2 separate regions of the Danio rerio genome follow, and region 2 is linked to region 1. Evidence: chromatin contacts called from public Hi-C data. All regions are on one chromosome and are shown on one strand. The core of a region is the stretch at or near the end of the contact, and the rest is flanking DNA. Distances in the headings are between cores, read along the strand shown.

The links. A called contact is a pair of places that touch in the nucleus more often than the background predicts.
Region 2: a contact with region 1 is called in a Hi-C map of embryo, with 1.5 times the contacts expected there. The contact joins two enhancer-like sites. A contact is called at or near these places in 2 of 18 Hi-C or Micro-C datasets (both in embryo).

Annotation. Positions count from the first base shown.
Region 1 is chr15:22,907,584-22,914,328 of GRCz12tu, reverse strand. No RefSeq gene overlaps it. Among named protein-coding and RNA genes, the nearest start is that of chp2, 8.0 kb to the right of the region's middle. Within about 2 kb of position 3,703, at least 8 of the 62 cell types and tissues checked have an H3K27ac peak or open chromatin away from gene starts, as enhancers often do.
Region 2 is chr15:22,943,480-22,950,224 of GRCz12tu, reverse strand. No RefSeq gene overlaps it. Among named protein-coding and RNA genes, the nearest start is that of dlc, 15 kb to the left of the region's middle. Within about 2 kb of position 2,779, at least 16 of the 62 cell types and tissues checked have an H3K27ac peak or open chromatin away from gene starts, as enhancers often do.

The sequences.
Region 1 (6,745 bases), core at 2,454-4,953:
ATGTCCCACTTTCAACCTCAGTGCATTCCAGGCAATCACGCAACAAATTTGGGAATTAAAGCACAATTCAGGCTCTCCCGAATCCCTTACAGAAAAAAACATAAGCACCACATGTTAAAATAACACATGACATATGTGACCCTGGACCACAAACCCTGTCATAAGTGGACATTTTTGAAAATTGAGATTTATACAATAAATGAAAGATAAATAAATAAGCTTTCCATTGATGTTTGGTTTGTAAGGATAAACTATATTTGGTTGAAACATCTGAAATCTGAGAGTTATAAAGTATTTCCAAATTAAATTAATTAATAACAAAATATCTTCATAAAACATGACCGTTACTTAATATTCTAATATTTTTTTGCGTAAAATAAAAATCATTCATATTGACCCATACAATGTACTTTTAGGTATTGCCTCAAATACACCCATGCAAACGTCCGCGGGACTACGTTTTCAAAATGAGCTTGGGTTGACTGGTTTTGTGGTCCAGGGTCACATATGTGGTTTTTGGAACATTTTATTGTGAAACCCATGTGATTTAATGTTTCCCCAATTGTTGTCATCACAAATATTCCAAAACCACACCATCTGTACATGTTTCATATATGTTTCACATGTGTTCCACATATTTTAGATGAGATTACAAATGTGATGCTCATGATTTTTTTCAGTAAGGAATTTGTTATTCAAAATTTGTTAACTATAATGTCAAATATATTTACATGCAGATGTTAACACCAGTTTTCTGTCTAGGAGGTATTGCAAAAGCAAACTAGATGAAAACATAGACATTCATTGACACAGAAACCATTTTTATATTCTTATATAAGATTATTAATTGTGTATTGCATATTAATATAATTCATGGAACAAAATAAATAATGGAAATAATAAATAATGGAACACTGCTCTACACTATGGCCATTAGTATCTACCATCTTAGAAATGCTGTCAATCTGCCCCAAGTAGAATTTACATGTTTGATTTGGAGTGTTGTTCAAGATATGTAAACCTAGGCTGATTGGAAATATATGGTAGAGTCAGAACCCGAAAAACATTGCTCCACAGGTACATTTTGGTGCACTTTTCAAATGACTTAAGAGGGTGTTATAACTTGAACATAACACATACACTGATGCGTACAAGAAAATTGTCTTTAGGTGCTTACAATATAAGATGAAATTACATTTGCTGAAGCAATTCTGCAGCTTTTTTATGCAGCAATTACGCAGCATTTGTTGAAACAATAACACAATTACTTGTTTTGACAAGTCTTTTAACTTTCTCTTAATGCATTCTTTACAGTCATCATACAGAATCACAATGGCATTCCATGTGAACTATACCACAGTCATTACATCAGAAAAGCTGTATGTAAGGTACTATACATACCATAATATGTAATGTAATGTAATGTAATGTGTATATTTATATAGCGCATTTATTGTGTATGGCCATACACCCAAAGCGCTTCACAATCATGAGGGGGGTCTCTCCACACCTCCACCAGTGTGCAGCATCCACTTGGATGATGCGACAGCAGCCACAGGACAACGGCGCCAGTGCGCTCACCACACACCAGCTGTTGGTGGAGTGGAGAGACAGTGATAGAGCCAATTCGGTGGAAGGGGATGATTGGGAGGCCATGATCGAATGGGCTGATAGAGGGACTTTGGCCAGGACACCGGGGTTACACCCCTGCTCTTTCACGAGAAGTACCATGGGATTTTTAATGACCACAGAGAGTCAGGACCTCGGTTTAACGTCTCATCCGAAAGACGGCGCCCACTGACAGTGTAGTGTCCCCTTCACTTTTACTGGGGCATTAGGACTCACATAGACCTCAGGTTGAGCGCCCCCTGCTGGCCTCTCTAACACCACTTCCAACAGCAACCTAGTGTTCCCTAGTGGCCTCCCATCCAGGTACTAACCAGGCTCAGCCCTGCTTAGCTTCAGTGAGTAACCGGTCTTGGGCTGCTGGGTGATATGGCTGTGGCCATATATATATATCCATGCATAATGTATGATGGCCAGAAAGTGCTGAATTTTTTGAGAAATTGTTAAAATTCTGGTATTTGTGAGGCAGCAAGTGCAGAGACTGTTGTGTACACTATGATATTATATAAAATTCACTTTAATGTGTGATCAGACTAAAAAGTGGCCATAAATGAGTATTTTCTCAATAGAAATGAGTAGGGGCTTGGACACGTGCTTTTATATCGCATTGTGTGAACATTTCACAAAAAAGGCTTTATTCAATAAAAACAATCTGCCTCATAATCATCATTTGTGTAAACAAACAAAAGTCGTGGCCGGAAAATGTCTGGATAAACAAGTTTTTACGGTTTCACAGAATTGTTGACAGAATCATATATTTCCTTTGAGCATGGCTTGCCAGACATTCAGGTTTTATTTCAAATAAAGTTTTAAGATGTTCATATGTTGCTGTTTTTTATACAATAAAACACTCAATGTGTTTGTCTTTGTGTGTGTGTGTGTGTGTGTGTGTGTGTGTGTGTGTGTTGTATTGTTAATCAAAATGTACTTCTTGTTTTTCTGGATGCTACAACCTATGTGCCGTGCATATGTCATTGTGCATCAGGAAGCTTGTGCTTTCATAAAAATGTAGTTTTGTTAGCTGAAGCTTTGGATTGAACTGAAAACTGTTGTTTCTTGCGTAGACTCAATGTATGACTTCTTAAGACTTAATGTATCATCGGCTGCCAAAGTGACATTGACTTGTGCTATATGAATCAGCAAGAAGCACAGTTAAATGTAAAAAAAAAAAAACTTCTTGGTGACACTTTATTTTGATGGTCCATTTGAGTATTAGTAGACTCTCTGCCTAATATCTGTTAATTCTGCTCCTTCAACAGACATTTACTGACTATAAGAAACATTGCAAGTACTTGTCAACTTACACTAACCCTACCCCAACCTAACAGTCTACTTAGACTGTTAATATAATCTAATGAGAATTATTTGGCATCTAGATGCAATGTAATTTAAATTCAACAAACGAACCAAAATAAAGTGTGAACTACTTCTTTAATGTTTTACTAAAACAAAAAACACTACATCTTGAAGCCCTGAAGGTGAGTACATTTCCAATCATGTGAATATAAACTACCTCTTTAAAAATTAAATATTAACATGCTTTCTCCTGCAGCGAATGGTCACATTGTCTTCTATCATTTGAAATGCCTTTTTTTGTCACTAAGACTTGTTTTTTTACCTCTTCAAAAATAAAGTGACATTTATATTCAGAACATTGGCAAAATACCCATGTAAACCAAAGGTTCTTGTTTGTGACTCGACAGGTTCACCTTCTACACCTGAAATTCCCCTTTAGCGCTATCGATTAGATCTAATTGTAAAAGTTGTAACATATTAAAACTCCTGCGATGTTATTACGGTTTGTTCACACTCGGAATATCCCGAGAAAACAAAACAATTTGCACAAAAGACCTTTGACCATAATTTCTGCATTCTAACAAACCTGGGTCAAAGTACCATAAAAACCAGAGCAGGAATGCGTCTAACAACTAGCACACTTTCACTTTCTCAGATTTAACCATTTCATTTAAGCACATCTGATCATTCACTGAATCATAAAATATTGGAGTGACTATGCAATGTTTTCTATCTCTCCTGCATCTGTATTTATGGTCTTATATTACGATATTGACCTTTGTTGTGGGAACTCAAAAAGTGTAATGAAAGGTTTATCATCTATTAATCACTCACACTAGTTTCATTTCCAGGCCTTGTGGAGAAAACAGAAAAAGGTGCGGGTTACAGGAATTACACTCAATGGAAAGACCAGAAGAGTTTTCAGCAGGTAAACTGTCATAGGCTTCCCCTTAATTCCAAACAATGCCTGACTCTTTGTACTACCAGACTAAAGGATTGATTTCGAGTTAAGCAATGCTTTTGTAGTCGTTTCACAGAGTTTTTTTAAGGATCTTCTTTCCATGGCACAAATCCAAGCCGTGCACATGCAGAGTGAATTATTTACTGTGTCGGTTGTCATGTCTGACTCACTGCCTGGCTGAACAGTATGATATCATGCAGGTTTGACAGTTTAAGGAAGTGTGGATTAAGAGATCTTAAAGAAAACAGGTTGTATTAAATGCCTAACTGCAGAAGTGTGTCTATACGTAATGACTATTTTACTATTTATTTACTTTCTCTGCTTGGCTGAGAGATGAATAAACAGTAGACTTTATTTGGTGACCTATATTTAACCCTTCTGTTGACTTTCATGTCAAAAATAACCAGTGCACCATTTTTAACAGCTCAAAAACAGTTTGGTGGCTTTTTCTAATTAAGTAGTTAATTAATCATTTTCTATCTTCATATTTTCATAATCCTTCAGGTCAATTTTGACCCGACAGCTATAAAACCGTTTTACACCACCAAAAACTACAGGCACAGACATGCACACTCCAACACACATACACCTCCCAAACATGCGATAAAAATCTGCTGCTCAGGCCTTAATGAACTCTGTCTAGCTAACCCTTTTACAGTTATGCAAGTCAGTTTAGCATCAGTAAATATGCCCTTTACTTTACTTTAGTCAAAAAGGAGTGATGCCCACTGATTAGAGAAAATGTAGAAATCCACAGAGTTTGTGCTGAAGATAAGGTTGTTTCTCTATACAAAAAATATTTGAGGATTGAAATTACATTTAAGTGTTTTATTTGGAGGTTTAGTGAAGGCGAGTCATTTTTTAGACCCAAAGAGCGAATGGTGTATACAGAATACTTGGACAACACAAGGGTTAAAAGTCCTTTAACCATATTATCTGCATAAATATGTAGGTTTAAAAGATTTATTTAATGATAATAATAAAAACAATAATAATAATAATAATAATATTTATTAATATTATTTAAATAAATTTAAAACAGACAATTAAATATAAGTATTTATATTTTAAGATATAAAATGCATTTAGATTTTTTTCTATTTATAATATAATATAATATTATATAATATAATATAATATAATATAATATAATATAATATAATATAATATAATATAATATAATACAATGCAATATAATACAATACAATACAATATAATATAATATAATATAATATAATATAATATAATATAATATAATATAATATAATATAACACTTTACTATAAGGTTTAATTGATTTCCATTAGTTACAATCGTACATTTCATTTACAACATACTTAGAAAGCTTTTATAAATTTAATCTATTAATCTATTAAATTTGAATGTTATTATTGGAAGGCTTACACATTATCCCAAGAACCTTCAACACAAACAATGAATAATTTTTTCTAACATTAACCAAGATTAATATGTAACACATATATAACTGTTAATATGGTATAATCACCCAATTAAATGTTTGTGTAAAGTCTTACAGAAGACCTAGTATTGTGTGAGTCAGATAAAGTGAGTGATCTAAATCTGTCCTTTGTTCCTTACGTTTATAGGGCATTCCTAACAGTAATTATATTCTGACTCTTTGAAGCCTGATGAACTGAAAAGTAACTATTTGACAAATCATGTCGCAGTACGTCGGGATTAAAATAAACAAAGGATGTGATTCTGAGAGCATTGCTTTTCTTTCTGATAAATATCAGGAACAAACAGTCACTGAGCAATGCAGACCTTCAGCACGCTCTGTGTGGGTGTTACCAGCATATTCGATCATTTCAACAAGGTTTTCAAAGAAATATACAGATTACTTGTTTATTAGTGCCAATATTGAGATGAACGAAACTGTGATGAATATATGTTAAGTTTTACATGGAGTGACATTGAAGATATAAAGATAACAGAAGAGAGAAATGAGTCAGTGTGGTAATGAGGTCTCAATGCGGGACTTTCCAGAAGTGGACTCTTCTTGTCCCCAAGGCTCTGTGCCATAGTAAAAATCAAATATCTAATTATCATTTTAAAGTGTTTAAGTTACAGGCCATTGGTTTATTTAAAAAGGATGTACACCCAACTCAGAGTTAATCATTCTGCTTATACTACAGTTATCACAGTAAAGGACAAGCTGTTGTGTTTTACAAATCTCATCCAAATGTTGTTGTTTTGTTACGCTTTAATTATTGTCTATGGATAATCTGAAAACTTCCAGCTTGAAGTTATATAGAAGTAGTCAGGAACTACTTTAGCTGATGTGCTAATGTGATTATATGCAAATAACTCTACTCTTATATTGTTTATCAACCAATCAAAATCAAGCATTCAATAGTCCCATATAAGTAAGAGATATTCGACATCATGCCATGTGTTAAAGAATTTTAAATGCATGACGTAGAGGTAAAGAACCACCAGAAGCAAAATGTGCTATAGACATGTTCAAACTAGTTTTGCTCTTTGCAGCGCAATGTTTGACTAAATTTTTGACAGGTATGAGATCTTTGTCCCCTCCTAATGTACCCCTTATTTCCACATTCAAATTTTGACAGGGATTGATGCACACCAGACATGTTGCATTCAATAGAAGACAGCACTGTGAATTCAAATATTGCTGGCAACATTTAGGTTAATGTTGGTACTCACAAGTCAAATTTTGCTTCTGGATTTTAGAGATAATTTGAATGCCCAAAATTTTACATATTATATTTTTATTTAACCTTTAAATTTCCCCAAAAAAAGGCTCTCTGAGATTAATAATGTCTTTCACACGAATGTCCGAGCTAAGAAGTACTTTACAGTTCACACATTTAAGAACTAC
Region 2 (6,745 bases), core at 1,530-4,029, 37 kb before region 1:
AAAATAAATGTCTTAACCCATGTTAAGCTAGATGTGCTACGATCGTCATTGCAGTAAGAGAAAGAACACAGAGAACAAGTATGTGTGTTAGAAGTGTTAACTTTCCATCGGTTAAAGGATCCTGAAAATCAGGAAACATGCTACACAGCACAACTATTTTGAACAAATATTATACTAAAATTTACTCAAATCAAAACTATATATTTTTAAAAATGTCACTATGTATGTGTGTTGTATGTATCTTTCTAATTTGCAAAAACAGCAACAGGACGTCTCATTTGGGTTTTACGGCATTATCAATTTTAGTCTTACCAAGTGTGTGTGTGGTGTGTGTGTGTGTGTGTGTGCGCGCATGTGTGTTTTAGAGTTGCACGGTTTACCGGTACTATGGTAGTATCTTGATACTATGGCTCCAAAATACTGGAGGTGCCGATGTAGTTTGTAAATGGTAGTATCGTGATTAACAATAGATAATGTTGCACGTGGGAAAAGTCCCTAAAACGCTCACACATTTGAGCAACAATAATTCTAGTATAGACCCCTCTAAGGTTGCAAAACTGAATTTGTGCCTTTTATGGTAGCCATACTTTCTGCCACTTCTGTTTAAATCTAAATCAGTTCATTTCTGTCCTGTCAATATGGTTTAGTAGCTACAACAACCGCGACAATCTTTAAAAAAAAAAAAAAAAACGAATCACAAAGTAAAATTTACTTTGAATTCTAACCTGAGACTGAAAAAGGAAAAAACAATAAATGAAAAACCCAAAAGACCAACACGGAACATTGAAACAATTTTTGACCACTTCATATCGCCTAATTTTATTGGAAAATGTTGTTTTTGTAACAAATTTTGTTTGGTATAATATCTTTATTTTAATGATTTTTTTGTTGGTCAGTTATCTAGAAAACAAAACAAAAAGAACATTCATTTTAGCTGAAGTGATGTGCAAATAATAGTTTTTCAACAAAAAGGGAATTATGATTTCAATTCAAGTAGGCCTATTGTAACATTTAAAATACACTATTTCAGACAATTGTTATTATTTCATAGATCTGAGTTATGAATTACAGTTTTGCAATACTACTTGGTTTCGTGACACTTCAGTTGGTATAGTATCGTGACATGAACTATTGGTATCGCAACAACCCTAGTGTGTTTATCTCTGTGAGATCTGTGAGCTCTTTAGAAGGTAATTGTGAATATAATTGATGTCTTTCTGAATGGATTTTACAGCTCTGTATGAATCTAAACTGTCAGTTATGCTTCGGGGATTCTTACAACACTCCCACATATGAGGAAACTGTAAACATCTTAACAACGGCTGAGCTTTACTTTCTTGAAATCAATTTCATTTTCTTGAAATGAAAGATGTCAATAAATCTGTGCTGTACATTTTTTTTCACTCAGTACCAGAAACAAACAAGTCCTGCTAAGAATGACACTCCACCTGCTCCTCCACTAACAAGTCTGATAAATATCAGCTACACCCTGATCCAACCGCCTTCTTTCATTTCACTATAAACCTTCGGCTTCTGACAAAAAAAAAAAAAAACAAACAAACAAAAAAAAAGTATGATTGGAAACTTCACACTGAGTGCATTGGTGCATGCTTGTAAATAAGAGCATACATTGAGGTAAATGGGGGTAGTTTGTCTATCTAGGATTAAAGTTTGCCCACTGTTCCTTCCCTCCTAACGTCCTGTTTTTGGCGTATTTATAGGTCTTGACATGGGAAGGGAAGTGAACCTATTTTGGCACGCTCATCACTCCTAGGCCTCAATTCTTTCCTTTAGCGTGTGGAGGAAACTGCATCTTCCTGACCCCCCACACACACCCCTGAGTGCACACGTTTGCTCATATGCAACCAGACAAAAACACTTTTGGTGATTTTATTATTTTGAAAATGGTTCATTCATTAATTTTCTTTTCTATTTAGTCCCTTTATTAATCAGGGGTCGCCACAGCAGAATAAACCGCCAACTTATCCAGCATATGTTTTACGCAGTGGATACCCTTCCAGCTGCAACCTAACATTGGGAAACACCCATACACACATACTCACACACATACTCTACAGCCAATTTAGCTTATTCAATTAATCTAAAGCGCATGTCTTTAGTGTATGAGTATGTGTGTATGAGTATAGGTGTTTCCCAAAACTGGGTTGCAGCTTGAAGGGCATCCGCTGCAAAAAAAAAAGTTGCTGGAATAGTTGGTGGTTCATTCTGCTGTGGAGACCTCTGAAATAGAGACTAACACGAAGAAAAATGAATGAATGAATGAATGGAGTAATAGTGCGTAGATCATAAAAAGGCAATGCAAACCAAATCTCTCACTAAACTAGCTGCATAGAGATGGTCAAAAATTAGTTCATTGTGCAAAATGGTGCATAGTGCATGTCAATTAAAACTAAATGTTCAAATAATTCAACCTATCGCTTTCTTTTGTGCTCATGTTACATCTAGAGTTAAGTTACATTAAAATGTCATGTACTCCAAGCATTTATTGAAACATATTGCAAAATATAACAAAATAACAATACAAAATTAGGACCATTAACATTTGAATAATAGTGTATTTTTCAATACTTTAGACACGTCAATAACCCATTGACAGAAGAGTTGACGAAAAGCCAGAGTATGTTGGGAAGTGGATGCAGTGTTGTCTGCACTGAGACACGCAGAGGTCAGGATTTGACACCACCCTCCACGGTTCAGCTGCCGAGGCTCACAAAGCCAAAGGTCAGAACAAATAGGAAGTACCCAACACAAATATAGGTCCTACTGACGGAGTGGATTTTTGGGATGGGAAGTGGAGGGAGGAAAGGGAATGCAGAAGGGGTGGGGGGCTACGACAGCGGGCAATAACAAAGCAGAGAGAAAAAAAAAACATGCCAGAGCGAGAGTCAACAAACCTAATTTCAAAAGAAAACAAGAGACCCTTCCTTCTCTCTGTAATTAGTGGCGCAATCTCAACACACACTTACAGAGCAGAAACATAGCATAACGAGGGGATTGTTTCACATCAAAATTTAGGAACAAAAAAACTCAACACTCGGTGGATTTCCTGCTATTGTCTCAGAGGGAAATAAGCAAGTCGAAGGTGCTTATGTGCACTTCAGATATGTGTAAGGAATCCACAGGTGAGCAGATATCAACTAAAACAACACTTGACCCCACTGTCATTAGAAAGAGGATATTTTAAGGGACAGCCCATATATATATCCAAGCCTATTGAATCAAATTGTGTTGCTTTATGATTCATAAAATGCCAGTTAAACACTACCTGGTAGACAAGTAATATATATATATATATATATATATATATATATATATATATATATATATATATATATATATATATATATATATATATATATATATATATATATATATATAAGTGCTCAGCATATATGAGTACACCCCTCACAAATCTCTCATTTAAATTAGTTTAGGAAGCTTTACAATATTATTTGTGCTTATACATTAGTTTAGTCAGCATTGAAGCCAAATCTGTAGCTAATCTAACAAATAACTAATAATAATGGTTTCAAAATTAGTAGCCCAAATTTATATGTTAGGGAAAATGTTAAAAAAACAAAATTTAGTTTAAATGTAATAATTGTGATATTTTTGTATATATGTATTATTTTCTGTAAAAATTGGCATGAATTTAAATGTTTTATCCTTCCATTTCTAAAGATGTTCTGTGACTAAAATATTATTTTAATAAATATATCTGTTTAATAAATCTGTTTTGTTTGAATGCATCAATATACAGTTGAAGTTACAGTTATTAGCCTCCCTGAATTATTAGCCTCCCTGTTTATTTTTTTCTACAATTTCTGTTTAACGTAGAGAAGATTTCTTTAACATATTTCAAAACATAAAAGGTTTAGGAATTAAAAGCTGGTTTATTTTATCTTTGCCATGATGACAGTAAGTAATATTGTACTAGATATTTTTCAAGACACTTCTACACAGCTTAAAGTGACATTTAAAGGCTTAACTAGGTTAGTTAGGTTAACTAGGGAGGTTTGGGTAACTATAGGCAAGTTATTGTATAATGATGGTTTATTCTGTAGATAACTGAAAAAATATATAGCTTAAAGAGGCTAATAACTTTGACCTTAAAATGACTTTAAAAAAAATTTAAAAACTGCTTTTATTCTAGCAAAAAAAAAAAAAAAAGACTTTCTCCGGAAGAAAAAATATTATCAGACATACTGTGAAAATTTCCTTGCTCTGTAAACATAATTTGAGAGATACAGTATTTAAAAAAGAAAAAAAAAATCAAAGGGGGGCTAATAATTCTGACTTCAACTGTATATTACCCATATTCACAGAGAACCATTTATGCAGTGCACTGTATATTTATATACAGTGTAATATGTATATCAATGTCTTATGAAGTGCAAAAAATGCAACATTATTTAAAACAGGCTTTAACACTGGAGGTACCTTTCTTTAGATCTTAGAATTATTGGTGTAGTACAGGCACTATTTGGTGTGTTTGCATTGCAGAAACTGGGAATAGTTTTAGTTATAGACATTTAAGGGAAGAAAATTAGCTCCAATTACAGAGTAGGGTCTAATAGACCAGTGTGGTATGTAGATGTTGATTGGTTAACAAACTCTCAACACACGATAGCTGGGTTTCCATCACCATATGCTAATGCTCATTTCGCAATGGAAATGGAACATTTTTGATTTGATCCCTTAATTTGCAAAATTCATTCATTTTCTTGTTGGCTTAGTCCCTTTATTAATCCGGGGTCGCCACAGCGGAATGAACCACCAACTTATCCAACAAGCTTTTATGCAGCAGATGCCCTTCCAGCCGCAATACATCTCTGGGAAACATCCACACACACACACATTCACACACACACACTCATACACTACGGAAAATTTAGCCTACCCAATTCACCTGTACCGCATGTCTTTGGACTGTGGGGGAAACCGGAGCACCTGGAGGAAACCCACGTGAAGGCAGGGAGAACATGCAAACTCCGCACAGAAATAGTTTTGGTTTTTGTCAAAGAAATGTTATCGAGAATAAGGGGAGAACACTTCTGATATAGCAATTGTTTTATTATGCTTGCATTCTTTACTGTTGGTTGCTAGGTTACCAATACTACAGTCAGCCACTCTAACTTGATTAAACAAAGCTAATTTGAAAAGAGTCACTTCACATTAGGATGGAAAACTTTACAAAGGCTCATTTTTAATCACAAGATTCCCCAAATGTTTATTTTGGTGGATAGTTTGTACACTTGAATTCTTGTAAGTTCCAATAAAAAACCTAGAGTGAAAACCCCAATCATATACTTTATTACATAAGGTTTTTAAATGGTCCTGATTGTTTTTACAATGAATGTTTAATGGAAAGGGAAGACACGTGTGTTGTTTTGTTTATTAAAATAGAACATACAGGTGCCTATAAGTTTACATTCTTCAACCAAATCTTAATTGAAAACTTCATATACCCAATCTCAATTGGGACTTGATGTTTTGAAAACATTGGGTTTATGAAGCTTCTGTTGTGGATGTACTCAGTTTCATTTGTAGGCTGTTGATTTTTGTCAATTTTGACAAAAATATCAGATAAAATATAATAAATTTTGGTGACAATATGTATATAAGTCCTTTTTCTTTTAATAAAATATTTCAAAAGCTTTTTGGATAAAATTTTGTTGCTTTATGATTAAAAAAATGGCATTTAAAGACTATAATGATATCATAATAAGTAATAAAATGTATAAATATTTAATATTTATAAAGTGCTCAGCATATATGAGTACACCCCTCACAATTCTCTCATTTAAATTAATATGGTCTGAAGGAAGCTTTACAATATTAAATTTGTGCTTATACATTAGTTTAGTCAGCAATGAAGCCAAATCTGAAGCTAATCTCACAAATAACTAATAATAATGGTTCAAAAATGAGTAGTCCAAATTAATTGAAAACTTCATATACCCAATCTCACTTGGGACTTAATGTTTTGAAAACATTGGGTTTATGAAGCCTCTGTTGTGGATGTACTCAGTTTCATTTGTAGGCTGTTGATTCTCTGAGGAATATTTTTCTTGGAAAAAACTGATCAGTTCATGTCACAAGACCTCAATGTGCCATCAAATGCCATGGGTTTTGTTTTGTTTACTCAAAGTACCAGTAACCACTGACTTTTTATGAATCACCACAAGGACCAAAACACTTCTTTAATGTCAAACTAAAGAAACTAAAAGTTCCCTACATCAGAAGATCTGAGGGTGAGCAGATTAACAGTTTTTTTAGTTTTTAAGGTGAACTACCCCTTTAAGAGTTTAATGTTATTTTTGTTGTTAATGTTGTTCCCCTTTCTAGCTCAGAAACAGATGGAGGCTTCTTGTCTACTTTGCAAGCCCGAGAAAAAGGAGCAGCAACATAAACTCCCACACAGAAATAAAAACAAGAACAGTGGGATACAGACCGAGAGCATTATCCCCCACGCGCCTCTCCTTCAAACCCATCCCAAGAGAGGAACCTTCGCCGAGATGGAGGGATTCGTAAATCAATGATTGCCAGTGTTGAGTTTAAAACTATCTCCTTACATTCCCCCTCAAATATGATGAAATATTGTGCATTTTCTTTCAGCTTCTTCGAAACTGTGACGCTGCTTCAGTTGTGCACTTTCAGTTACTCAAACTTGAGTCTGTGGCAATATTTAAGTGTGTTTTTGTGTCTCTAACAGGTCATTCTG